Linked DNA regions of Oryctolagus cuniculus: region 2 is linked to region 1. A link is a contact called in public Micro-C data. All regions are on one chromosome and are shown on one strand. The core of a region is the stretch at or near the end of the contact, and the rest is flanking DNA. Distances in the headings are between cores, read along the strand shown. Region 1 holds the start of PPP1R3C (protein phosphatase 1 regulatory subunit 3C). Region 2 holds the start of HECTD2 (HECT domain E3 ubiquitin protein ligase 2).

Region 1 (6,826 bases), core at 1,429-3,928:
GGCCACATCCACTGGCATGACGGAGCTTGTCAAAGGACGTGGATCTAAGACCTGGATCATTCTGGAATGTAAAAGGGAGAGGGGTCATCACCTGCACTGGGTCCTTACTTCATAAGTACTATTTTTGTGCAGACTGAATTCCAGCCATGTAGTAAGGATCAGGCAGGTGCTGTTCTATGGAGCAGGAGGCGGCAGTGTTAGGTGAGCCCACCTGCATCCTATGTCCACCTTCACTGTCGGCTGACTGCAGGGCTGCGGGTTAACTGCTTAACTTTTTAGGGGTGGGAGGGGTCTCTGTTTCTCCTTCTGCAAAACAGAAGTGTTGGAAACGTAATGATCTCTACACAACTTTAAGAACCAGGGCTCTGAGATGGTTCTCAACCCTGGCTAGTCACTGTGACCTTGAGAATCGGTTGGTTTTCTTTCTTCTTAATTTGAATACTTAGAACCCCTGTGGATGGAGCAAAGGAAGCAGGGATGCTCAGAAAGCCTTCCAGGTGGGTCTAACAATGAGAGAGGTTTGGAAGCCTCAGATCCAGTCCCTCCGCTGCCTTTGCTTATTTTGCTGCTCAATGATTTATGCTGCTTTGGAAAGGTAAGCCACTTGGAAAGAAAAAAGATTCATTAATAAAATTTGTATGCAGTGGTTTTGAGAGTGACAAGGCTAGGGAGAATGGAAGGCAGAAAGTTACCTTTGCACTTTGTCATGTTATTCCTCATGTTTCAGAAGTAACTGACTGAAACAAGTCAGCAGTTCAGGCACTTAAAGAAAAAATTTGCATAACCTGTATTTCCTATGGAAACATGCCCACGGCAAGTCCGCATTTAAGTGGGAAAACTAATGACCTGAAAATTGGGCTTTTTAAAAACTATATATTGTATTTGAACTTATAAATATTTTAAAACTTTATAGAAAACAAACTAAAAAGTTAGTAATTATCTCTAGGTGATAGGATTTCACAATTATTTTTGTCTTTGTACTTTTTTGGATATTTTCTAATGTTTTGGTGATGGACATTTATAAGCGGAAAGACATTAAAGCTATGAAAAATTTTTAACATAACTATGCTCAGCAATAAACCAAGAAGAATCCTTCAAGAAGGCTTTTCTGGTCTTTGGTTCACATTACATTTGGCCAAGGGCATGGGATTGAGAGTTCCCCCGTATTTCAGCCTTATGGATTCAGAGCTATGTGTATCCTGTGCACAATATTTCCAAGTCTGCCTTCATTGCTCATTAGAGCAACTCCAAGCACCAAGCAAGCGCTCATTCTCACAAAATGAATAATAAGGAGCACTCGCAGAACTCACTTTATCAGCGCTGGGATTTTTCTGGGTGACCTGCAGACTTAAACAAATGAAAGCTAAAGCTATCACTCTGGGTCTAATAATAATGAACAGGCTAGATTTTTAGAGAAGGCTTCTGCTAAGTTATGTCTGGGCAAGCTATTAAAAGTAGTTTATGGGAGCCTGGGTTTGTTTGTTGTCTTTTGCATTTATGGAAAGACAGTTTTAGTACTGGGCTATTTCCTTGGAATTTTCAGTCCTGGCCAAGAGTTAAAAATAATAGTTTGCTCCAACTCTGAGACCGAGTTTGCTATGGCGAACCGTGATAAGATTGTGAAAGCGTCCAGTAGTTTTGCACCAAACTAAACTATCTAACCAACAAGATGAGAGGTCTGTTCCCCCAAGCCCGGCTGCCCGCGTCCGAGGAACAGACTTGCAGGACCAAAAGAGAAGTCTTATCAGTGAGGCAGATGGAACTATAGCTGACTCAGGTTTAAACAGTTTCTGGTTAAGGATGCTGATTGCCAACATACGTTCTGCTTAAGACACACACTGCAAATTTCCGTACCTCCCAGGCCCCCTGAGTGCCGGATTCAATCTAGCAATCTGTCAACTTGCCCTCCTCTGGGGTCTCTATCTGCAGAAACGACAGAACGAAAACGCCCCCACCCCATTCCAGTCTGCATGCATCTGCACGTTTCGCCTGACTCGGGGGTTGCAGAGTCGCAGCCAACATACCTGGTGCAGCTCATGAGGCAGAGAGGCGGGGCTGACCGCGAAAGCCTGCACCCCGCTGCCTGCGCACTTTCGCCCTGCAGCTCCCAGCAGTGCCCCCTCGCAGGTCGCTCCCGCAGATTGCGGGTCAGGCGCCAGAGAGACAGCTTATCTGCTCGGAACCACGTGAACGGATCCCTTGGACCAATCGCCGGGCCGCGGGCCCGCTGGCGTGACCAACCAGCGCCCAGCTGCAGCTCGAGCCCTCTCCCCAAGGACGCGATAGCTGCGGGGCTGAATGTGCCCAGCGCCAGCTGGGAGCCCCGGGATTTGGGGACTCCTAGGCCAGCTGGACTGAGCGGCGTAACGCGAACCCTGGGCGAGGGGGTGTGCAGGCAAGTCATGCAAGGAGCCGGGAGGCGGCGCCCAGCTCACCAGCCAGCGCCTCGGGAATCCGTCTGCGGGTGTGTGCACGGCTGAATCTGAGCACAGCAAGTTGTGGCTGGCTCCCGACGTCTTCAACGTTTGCATTGTTCGTTGCTTGGTGTGCTAGCGCACCTTAGCCTCCGCGGGGAGAAGTTTGGCTGAGTGTGTGTGTGTGTGTGTGTGTTTCGCTTAGGGTGAATCCACGAATGCATCATAGTGGGTGCCAGGAACCACCCTCTCAACACGCAGATCCTATAAAACGATAAGACAGCATTTAATTAAAAGGCAATTTGTAAGTTGATCTATTCTTCAGTTTTCTCCCTGGGAGAAAAAACTATAGACAGAAATGAAATGGCCTTTTTCACTCACATGGCCAGCCAAAGCCAGTGGTGAACCCAACTCCCTGGACTGGGTTCTGACGTCCTTTAGCAGTGCTAAAATGTCACGCGAACATTCACGGCCCTCCCAGCACCAGTGCCTTTCTCTGGGCTTTCCTTATTTTGTGCTGGTTGGGGGCGGTTTTTGACCATTCGTCCCAACCTTGAAATTAAGTTTCTAAGTATAAACTGTCTTTATAAAACTTGTATCTAAGTTCTGCTCTACTTAAATATCCAGCAGTCAAAATGTACAAAAAAGATCACGCTGTCTTTTAAAGAACAGTCAGCAGTGGAACGGTTAAAGTGGAGTTACTAAAATGTGGAAGAAGAAATTGGGAAAGATGCTTCAGGTTTGGGCTTCATTTTTTAAATGTAACAACCAGTGAGGGGCAGGGATTCGAGCCTTTTAGCTCAGTCAAAACCAGCTGACAGGGCCCGGGCTTTGGGTGTGGCATTTCCTAGCTCCGTGGATCTGGTCACCGTGGTCTCGGTTTCCTCCGGTGGGAGACAGGGGCAGCAGAATGGTTCTGGACTGTGGGCCAGACCCTGCTCTGTCTACAGATGTCTCACAACAACCCCAGGTAGTGTGTCTCACTCCACTTTAGAGAAAAGAAGACTGAGGCACTGAGGAGGCACGAGACCTACCCAGGACCTCACAGGTGGAGCTGGCTGATGCCAGAGCGAGCCCCACTGCACCAGAATCTCTTCCACTAATTACCCTGGCCGGAAAAACCGTGCAGGGGGAAGGTGCCATAGGTCACATGGGTGGTAACGTTGTTATCAACCTATTTCACAGAGGAGGAACCTAAAACCTAGAGACGCTAAGCTGTTTGCCAGGGGTTGGTTAGGCCGGAGCCCAAACTGGAAGCCTGGGTAGTCCTTTCCTCTGCCCAAAATCATATCTTGAGCTAAAAGGTGAATGTTACCAGCTAATGTTATGGGGAAATGTAAAATTGTAAGAATTTTTTGTGATCTCATTTTGGGAGAGAGATGTGCATGCAGAGTAAATAAAATATGCTTCACTAAAATGTTATCCGTACTTTTATTGAGGTGGTGAACTTATGAGTAACTAAAAATGTCTTTGATGTTTAGCTTCTCTGTATTTTTAAAAATTCCTACAGTGAACATGGATGACTTCTCTAAGAAGTAATTTTTAAATGATTTTAAAATGTGCAACAAGTATAGTTCAACATGTATAGCCCTCCTGCCAGGCACAAGGACTGTGCTGGAAGCTCTCACATACCTCAGCCATTATTCACAACATCCTTTTGTACTTGTTTCCTTTCACTCCACTTTCTCTCCTGCCCCCTGGTGTTGATTAACGCCACAAAAGTCACTCTGTTTCAACTCCTTCAAACAGAAGATTGAGAGAAACAGCGCTCTCTGAAGAGGAGTCAGCTTCAATAAACCTGCGTGGTCAAAGACCCAGGTTGTCCACTTATGCCTCCTTCCTGGCTTTCATAGTATAAGAGGAACTGGGATGGAATCAATGTTCTTAGCTAGGGATGGCAGCAATGAAGGCCAAGTAAACTAAGACTCATGGGGAGCTTTATTATAATTCACGGGCTTTCTCCAATTACGGATTGGCAAAATCCAAGCATTGCTTTGTTCTTTGCATCTTAACAATAAACACATCAACAGGAAATTAGTGACCTGTGCAGTACTTCCAGCACCATGCCAGGGGTTGCAAGGACTCACAAGCCATAGCCCTTTGTCCTCAAGGGTATTACAGTCTTTACTGCAGAAATCCAAACTCACAAAATACTCAGAAAACATTTTAAGTGTCGAAGAGATTTCACAAATAAGACCAGTGTAAGCAAATAATGAAGGATAGAATTAAAAGGGAGAAAATGATCCTGCGGGGGAAGCAGGATACACAGCAGACTCACAGAATGGCAAACGCCCAAAACAGCACTCCTGCCTCAGAATCAACACTTGGGACATTCAGATCTGACTAAAAGGTCCATGAGAGTCTCACAGGCATGGAAAGCCATGACACGGTGGCAAAAAAAAAACAATCTAAATGAAAGATCCTGGTGAATAAGACCCCAGCAGAAGGAACAGGCCATCAAGGAAAGAGGCGCCTTTCTCTGAAGGGAGGAAGGAACCTCCACTGTGATACGGCCTTGACTAAACAAGTTCAGAGTTGGTGAACTCAAGGGGCTTCCATAGCCTAGACAGCTCATAGCAAGAGTCTCGGGTGATTGCTGACATCATAAATAAGAGTGCCAATTGTTAAATCAACAACGGGAGTCACTGAGTACATGCTCCCCACGTAGGATCTCTGTCCTTAATGTGTTTAACTATGAAACTTAAAAACAACACTACTAGTCGAACAATACCCTATACCTGGTTCGGTTGTGTGAGTGCAGCCTGTTGAAATCCCTGCTTAGTATATACTAAGTTGATCCTCAGTATATGAAGGTAATTGAAAATGAAACGTGATGAAGGGCGGGATGGGAGAGGGAGTGGGAGAGGGGAGGGCCACGGGAGAGAGGGAGGTTGGGGTGGGGGAAGCCACAACAATACAAAAGTTGCATTTTATGTTGTACTTAAAACTATTGGTTGAACTCTGTAATTAATACACAATTACTCTTTGGTGTTTAATTAATGCTATAACTAGTACTCAAATAGTATTTTACACTTTGTGTTTCAGTGTGGGTGCAAAATGCGGAAATCTTTACTTTATATATGCGAAATTGATCTTCTGTAAAAAAAAAAAAAAGAAAATGAATCTTGATGTGAATGGAAGGGGAGAGGGAGCGGGAAAGGTGAGGCTTGCAGGTGGGAGGGAAGTTATGGAGGGGGAAGCCATTGTAATCCATAAGCTGTACTTTGGAAATTTATATTCATTAAATAAAAGTTTTATGACTTATTACACATTCCAGTTGAATAAGCACAGTTTTAGAGCTCACCAATTCTAGTTTTGCCCCAAATATAGTTTAGAGTCAGCCTAAAATTTTGTTTGGTTGAAATGGGACAATAAATCCCAGTATGCTCTCTATTCTTCATACTTAATCATCAAACTGTATAGATATCTGTTAGTGACAAAATCACAGCTTCTGTACAAATTGCTCCTGTGGTTCCCTGCCTAAATTCACAATAGAAGGAAATGGTTAATCTAATTTAAGCCGAGTGAAAATAAAGGTGGGAGCTCCCCCACCCCAAAAAAAAAAAAAAAAAAAAGAATACATTCTTGGGTGGACATAAGTTTTCAACTCCTTTGCCTAAAACTCAAGATATGAAATTGAAGGATTGTATGTTCACTTTTGCGATAAATCATCAAAATATCTTCTAAAAAAAAAGAAAAAAAAAGAACCTACTAAGGGGCTGGCACTGTGGCTTAGTGGGCAAGGCTGCCATATGGGTACCGGTTCAAGTCCCAGCTGCTCCACTTCCAATCCAGCTCTCTGTTATGGCCTGGGAAAGCAGTAGAAGATGGTCCAAGTGCTTGGGCCCCTGCACCCATGTGGGGGACCCAGAAGAAGCTCCTGGCTCCTGCAGCCAACTGGGGAGTGAACCAGTGGATGGAAGACCTCTCTGTCTCTGTCTCTCCCTCTCTCTTTCTCTCTCGCTCCCCCCGCCTCTGCCTCTCTATAGCTCTGCCTTTCAAATAAATAAATAAATCTTTATTTAAAAAAAAACATACTAAGGGCAAAACTGGATGTACATATGTATAAGAGTGAAATTAGATGCGTATCTTTCACCATATACGAAAATCAACTCAAGATGGATCAAACACCTAAATTTAAGACCGGAGACTATGAAGTTCCTGGAAGAAAATGTAGAGGAAACACTCCAAGACATTGGTGTAGAGGATGACTATTTGGATAAGACCCCCAAAGCCCACACAACAAAAGCAAAACTAAATGAATGGGTCTACATCAAACTCAGAAGCTTTTGCATAGCAAAGGAAAAGACCAGTAGAGTTGAGAAGACATCCAACAGACTGGGAAAAAATATTTGCAAACTACCTGACAAAGGATTATATCCCAAATACATCAGCAACTTAACAACAAAAGA
Region 2 (6,826 bases), core at 3,066-5,565, 210 kb before region 1:
TATTAGACAGTACAGGTGTAGAACATTTCCACCATTACAAAAAGTTCTATTAATAGCACTGCTCTAGAAGATGAAGATTTTTAAGGACCAATACCAGTACCAACTCATCTGAACAAGTTCAGTCCAATACTTGGAGCATTTTTATAATTCATCTTGGAAATGATTCCAGGACTGCTTTACAAGCCACATTAAGGAAACATCTTCACATCCAGGCTGCATCACTCCTGATCCAGCTCCCTGCTAAAATGCCTGGGAAAGCAGTGGAAGATGGCCCAGTTACTTGTGTCGCTACTACCCTTGTGGATATCTGGTTGCAGTTCCAGGCTCCTGGCTTTGGCCTTGCCCAGCCCAGGCCATTGTGTGGCCATTTGGGGAGTGAAACAGGAGATGGAAAGTATCTATCCTTTCTCTCTCTCTCTCTCTCTCTCTCTCTCTCTCTGTGTGTGTGTGTGTTTTCTCTCTCTCTTCCGCTATCTTTCTCTGTAACTCAGCCTCTCAAATACATAAAATAAATCTTGATTTTAAAAATGTTTCATTAACTCTTAACATAGGGCTTCCTTAACAGCACACTCTTGATACCCTGAGGGACACACTATCCGAGTTGTGCTATACATGGGGATTCAAGGAGTAATTACGGTGCTTCTACTTTATGCCATGACTTATTAGGGGAACAGATAACTCAGATGTGATGTAATAGGCATATAAAGGTAAATATGCACTATGAGCTCTGGGAGCTGAAAGAAAGGTTTCTAATTGAGACATTATGAAAATGCCTTTTTGCCAATAATTCAGGTGAATGCCCTATTAGAGGGCCTACACAATTTTAGCATAAAAGCATTGACAGACTATTGCAGTGTTTTTAAACAAAAAAAAATGGCAAGAAATTATGTAGTTTGAAGAAGCCATTCTGGTAACAATTAAAACAGGTAAGAAACTGAAGGCAAAACCCACTGGTGGACTTCAGAAACAATCTGGGTTAGAAATGCTGAGGGCTTTGACCAGGCCAATGAAAATCCAGAGAACAGACCCAAGAGATGTCTGATTAAAAACGAAAAGCTTGAGGATCATTCACTCTATTCTTCAGTCTTGGCTCTATATAACATTGCATAATTCAAACGGTCATTCTCTAAAGATTTATCACATCCCTGAAGGTATTCTAATCTAGAATGAGTTAGCAGATTCAGAACAGTATTTTAGTACATCCTACTTTTACAAAAGCAAAATAAGAAACACTATATATGCAGGCATACAGATAAATAGTTTTATGGAACACTTTGTAAAGAGGCAAATCAAGGTCTTAGAGAACACCTGAAGTCCGTAGGATCCAGTGTTGTTTACTGCCTTCATTCTGCTGATCTGTGCTTTTTTTTTTTTTTTTTTTGGTCATGACTACACATTTCTTAAATGGAGGTTATTTTTCTAAATGGAAGTCTTTAAAAACCATAATCCTTGCACCCAAGGAAGAGTTCTAACAATGTTCTCAACAATGTCAATGTGGCTAAAATAAGTAATTTCCACCAAGTTTACCACTTTAGGACAACTCATTTACAATGTGAAAAAGAAGTGTTCTTCAAAAAATAAGCTGCACTATTTCATAGCTGTGCCTCCACAATTATGGCATTAGTTATCAACCATTCTGCACTGACCTGTCAGAACCTAGTTTGCTATTGTTCACTGCATTAATATTCCTGTAATTAGACAGAAGTTATCTATAATTTAGAACTTCCATCACCCTGTAATTTAGTCTTACCTATTCTTCCCTGGAAATAACAATAACAATAACCCCCACTCCCACTCGCAAAATCTTACTCCTCAGAGGAATAACTAATGAGCCCAGGTTTTCCACTGATACTTAGGAAAGCACAATTTTTCTCCTGCCCCACTCCTTTCCTTCATTAGAGCTGGTACTTGGACGTGATCACTGCTGCATTTCCCACGGACACTTGGCACAGCTGAAAAGCCTCTTTTCCACACCTTTGTGCAGTATGGCCAGAGCTAGCTGTAACGCCTGCTTCAAAACACCCTCTTCTCCCACCTGGGCCCCCAGAAGCACTCGGTAACAGTGGGAACCCATTTCTCAAGCTCACAAGCTCCCCCAGAGTCGTTTGTTTTCTAGCAGCCTCCACTCCACCCTCTGACCCCCATCCCGGAGTGCCTCTGAAGGAGAAAGGGGTGATGAATTGAGAGCAGTGTCATTAACAGGAAGTACAAGCTTACATCAACGAATTACTTATTATTTGTGCTATAGAACCAACAGGTCAATCAATCAGCAGACTTGTTTAGAAATGGGTTATTATCTACTCTGGTGCAGTAGCAGAAATTAAAATTTCTGACTTGCCTTGTTTTGCCAATATTTAAGCATTCTGTTCTGCTGAATATGACTACATGTACAGACACACTTTTATTTAGTCTGACACATGCAAAAAGAAAGCATAAGGCATGTGATCCAAGTGGTTTCTGATCCAAGCATTTTTATAGAAATCACTAAATCTAGTCAAAAACAATAGAGAAAGGGGTACTTTCCCTTCTAGTACTTGTTCTATCAATCTAGACTCGGCAGTACAGAATCATTGCTGTTAAAATAAAGGCTTCATTTTATAAAGTAACATTTGATTGTTGCTGTATTAAGGACATCAGCATGCTGACCCGCTACGAGTAGAAAATAATGGGATGTTCCTTTCCTTGGGATGAGTATTTCAGAAGTTTAAGTAGGAAAGAAAATCCTGAAAAAGAATTTAAGAGACATAGAAAAGAGGAAGATGCTTCTAAGTAGTGCCTGGAGACATCACCCCGCTCCGAGGCTAATTAGCACTGAAATATTTTCTGCTGGAGTATGTGACACTTACTTCATACCTTTTGTGAATTAATAAGTAAACAGGTGGTGGCAGCAACTATATTAAAACTAGGAAGACTTTCTATAAATGAAAGTGAGAGTTTATCACCCAGAAGGCAATTTCAAATATCAATTACTGTATTCGTTACATTGCATGTTTCAGATCGGTTTGTTACAGATTCAGGATTTGAAAAAAAAAATGCAACTTCACCTCAATATGAACCGTCATTAGTATTTAGTTCCACTAACGACACCGCATTATATAAAACAATAGGTAACCCCAAAATCGCCTTTGGTTTTGTTTCATATTTAATTGTGTCACTTATATTCGAATCTGGTGTCCCCTGATCCGAAAATCCAGCTCGAATAAAATAATGAAGCCACAATCTAAAAATCTGAAGGCCCGCTTGTCGAGAGACTCCCTGTTCTAAAGGCAACACAACGCCTTCTCACTCTCTCCCTTCTCTGAGATCAGCAGGTGTCTCTGCCGCTCCAGCAGACAGAGAAAAGGAAAAGCAGGGGGCGAGGAGAAAGGAAAGGAAATTGTCTACGTGTGCTGGGGGTGGGGGTGGGGGTGGGGGCATTTTAAGAGCTCGGTGAAAGGCTCCCTCCCGTCTTCAGATTTAAGGTTCTTGCCCACATTTTTACAATGATTTGCTATGACGGATTATGCAGCTGAGTTTGGGCATGTCCATCTGTAACTTATAAACGGAACGGAAAAAGGAAGGGATAGGCGGCAGCAAAGGGATGCGAGCGGGGAGCGAGCGAAGTGTAGGCGAGCGGGGACGGGAAGGGAGAGGCGGATTTTGGCAGTCAAAAGGGGGACGAGAGGCCCAGAAATGGAAAATGTGGCCTGGCCGCCCAGCCCTAACGGGGAGGGCGGCCCACAACGGGTCCCTCCTCAGCCGTCAGAGCGTGTGCAAGGGGTCGCGCACTAAGCGTGGAAAGACTGTTCCCTCGGGAGGCACAGGCTCGAGGACGAGCAGGGCTAGGAGCCGCAAGCAGCGGGCCCAGGGCAGATGGCTTTGGGGACGCTGGGGGGACGGGGTGGGGGGCGCAAGCGGACCAGCGCCCACTGGTCCAGGCACCTCAGGCCAGGGCAAACCTCGCAGGGTAGGCTGCGCCCCGCCCCGGGTGCAGCTCGGGCGCTCAGCCCGACCCTGAGTGCGCGCCTAAGCGCGGGGTAACCGGCTCGTCATCTCGGACGACAGCCGGCAAACAACATGGCTGCTAGGCGTCCACCGCGGGGCCTCCCCTCCGGGCTCTGGGGTCGACGACAGTGACTATGGCGGGCGTCCCTGCCCCCCGACGGAGGAGCCCCGGGCCAGGCGGGGGAGGCTGACGCTAGAAACAGGCGGGAGCGACGCGGGGGTGGACCGAGTCCGCGAGCCTGGCGCGTGCGGGGGCGGCGGGAGGGCCGGGCCGGGCGCGCGGCCTCAGACTCGCCCGCGCGTCAGCGCGAGCGCGGGTGGGGGCGGAGCGGCGGCGGCGGCGGCGGCGGTTGCCAGCGGCGGCCCAGAGCCCTCTCGCGGCCGCGGCGGCAGCAGCGCCAGCCTCAGCCCCAGCCCGGCCGCTGCCGCTGCCGCCGCCGCCGCTGCCGCTTCACGCTCCTGCTGCCCGGCCCGACATGAGTGAAACGGGTCGGGTGCCGTCGCCCGCCGCTCAGCCGGCAGTGGCGGCGGCCGCGCCGGAGGAAAAAAAAGGAAAAGAACCGGAGCGCGAGAAGCTGCCGCCCATCGTGTCCGCCGGGGCTGGCGCGGCTGCGGTAGGTGCTGGGCGGGGGCCGAGGGGCGCCCCGACGGCGGGCGTCGGGAGGCTGGGCGGCTCGGCCGGGGGAGCCCAGAGGCCCGCGTCGCCTCCCGGGACTCTGGGCGGCCGGGGGAGATGCGCCGGGGCCGCCGTGCCTTGGGCTGAGATAGAAGAGTTGTGCCTCGTGGACAGCCCCGAACCCGTGGCGAGCTGCGCCTTCCGCGCTCGGGGAAGGCTGGGGGTGGCCCGTTCCGCTCGATGCTTTGTGCTGTTTTCCAAGGAGGGTCGGGTGGACCCCCAGTCCCTGGCCGGGGCTGACCTGCCTCTTGGAGTCGGGTGGTCTGTTGGCCGAACGCGGGGGTCGGGCGGGCGGGAACGGGTTCTCCGCGGAGGAGATCGTCTCGGAGGCGCGGAGAGTCCTCCCTTCGCTGCGCCCCCTTTCCCCCTTGGGCTAGAACGGGCGCCGCAGCGAGTTTCCACTTAATTGTGACCTTTCCGTTGCTGTCAGGGGAGTGGGAGGTGGATGCTTCGGAGATGATTTTATTTCTCCTGTGGTGCAGACATGTGACTTAATGGGTGGGGGGGGAAGCTTTTTTGAACCTTTTTAAATTTAAACTCAAGTTATCTGAGCTTGACAGGGATGCCTTCCCTGCTGGATTTCCGAAATGGTTACTTGGAGAGCGTCTCGGGCTCCAAACTCCCTTTATTGCCAGATGATGTCATGGGACAGCTCCCCCCCCCCCCCCATTTTTCCTGGTGATTGTGACTGATTGCTTTGAAGCACAATTTAAAAAAATTCTCTGATTTTGAGAGTTTTATTTGACATAATATTTAATACTTTCTGAAACTTTGCTTTGATGTATTTAAAGATCATGTCTTGTCATGCAGCAATGCGTGACAAAATAGTAAAAGTTTAGTGATTATGCATTTTCTTTATTCCTACTTGGAATTCATTTCTTAAAACCTCCCTCTTAAATGACTAAGAGGTTACCGAAATAGCACACTCTTCCTTAAAGTATTAGTTTTGGAATAATGTTTGGATTCAGTAGATTTTTCCAAAAATGCTAAGAGCTATGATAATTGGAAATTGTTAAAACAAGCCCTTTAGGTTAAATCAGTGTAGCAAATTGTGGACAGCAATGACTCCCGTTTAAAAGTATATAGCTGTAGTTGATGGGTAAATTGGAGCTGTGGTTAGTGATTACCTTAGGAAATGCTTGGAAGGAACTGGTCACCCAACGACTTGTAGATTTAGTTCCTGCTGCTGGTAGCCTAGCTGCTCAGAGCTTATACTGATGAGTTACGGAGTTCAAGATTTTTTTTTTTTTTTTAAAGATACAGGATGGAATAGAAGGGGGTGAGGATGAATAGAAAAACTTGAGATCCTGAAGGCAATTTCTGGTCCCTTTAAGGTGTCAGTACTGTTGTTTTTAATGACTTCTAAAAATATATCACTTATGACAAAACTTATGGCAAAATATCTGTGTTTTTGTCAGTGAAAAACTAAAATCAAGACAGTGTGTGCTTGGTCCCCTCAAAGGGCAAGAAAGCCAGGAGAGCTAGCCAATAGGGAGGGTCTGGGCATTGACAGGAAGGCGCGCAAAGAGCTGATGGCCTGTTTCATTGTTTTCCAGCCACCTGTTGGATTAACTAGCACCTGAAGGTTTGCTTAGTAACCTAATTGCCATCAATAACTTTTTCTTTGAGACATTTTAATGATTCTTCCTTTTTTGTCCCAAGTTAAGAGCTCTTTCTGCCTGTCTAATCTGAGTGTATGACTCATTTCAAGTGGCCTCATAACAGTGACTTACAAAAAAATCATCGTAACACATTTCTGAGAGTGTTGAAACAATTCAGACAGCTCTGGATTAAATAGGTGGCCAGACTGTGATGACCCTCTTTCAAGTGAAAGGGTCTGGACTATATCCTAGAGGTTAAAGAAAGATACAGGGGGAGGAGCAAGAGCGCTAGAAAGAGCACTCCAAAGTGATATAAAATCACTCAAGTATGAAGGAAGTCCTTTCTAGACAGGAGGTGTGTAACACAATGAAATCAAACCTGACTGACCCCTGACTAACTTTGGTTGCATGCTGAAGCTCTTATTTCTGTATCTAAGTATAGAGTACAGTTTCGACCTTTGATGCACAGTAGAATTGTCTGGAGAACTTCTAAAGACATGGTTCTATAGCTTCAGATGCAGGTCAGTTAAATGAAGCTTGGGCTGGTTGTTTTGTTTGTTTTTGT

What was found. Hi-C and Micro-C count contacts between places; a contact is called where the count stands out from the background.
Region 2: a Micro-C map of ear pinna shows a contact between it and region 1, with 4 times the contacts expected there. The contact joins the promoter of HECTD2 here to the promoter of PPP1R3C in region 1. A contact is called at or near these places in 2 of 6 Hi-C or Micro-C datasets (ear pinna and an unstated tissue).

Annotation. Positions count from the first base shown.
Region 1 is chr15:38,804,000-38,810,825 of mOryCun1.1, reverse strand. PPP1R3C (protein phosphatase 1 regulatory subunit 3C) reads right to left here and starts at 2,678. Exons shown (of 2, transcript XM_002718505.5): 1 at 2,025-2,678; 2 at 1-61. The coding sequence starts at 2,404.
Region 2 is chr15:39,014,564-39,021,389 of mOryCun1.1, reverse strand. HECTD2 (HECT domain E3 ubiquitin protein ligase 2) reads left to right here and starts at 4,315. Exons shown (of 21, transcript XM_051823369.2): 1 at 4,315-4,598. The coding sequence starts at 4,461.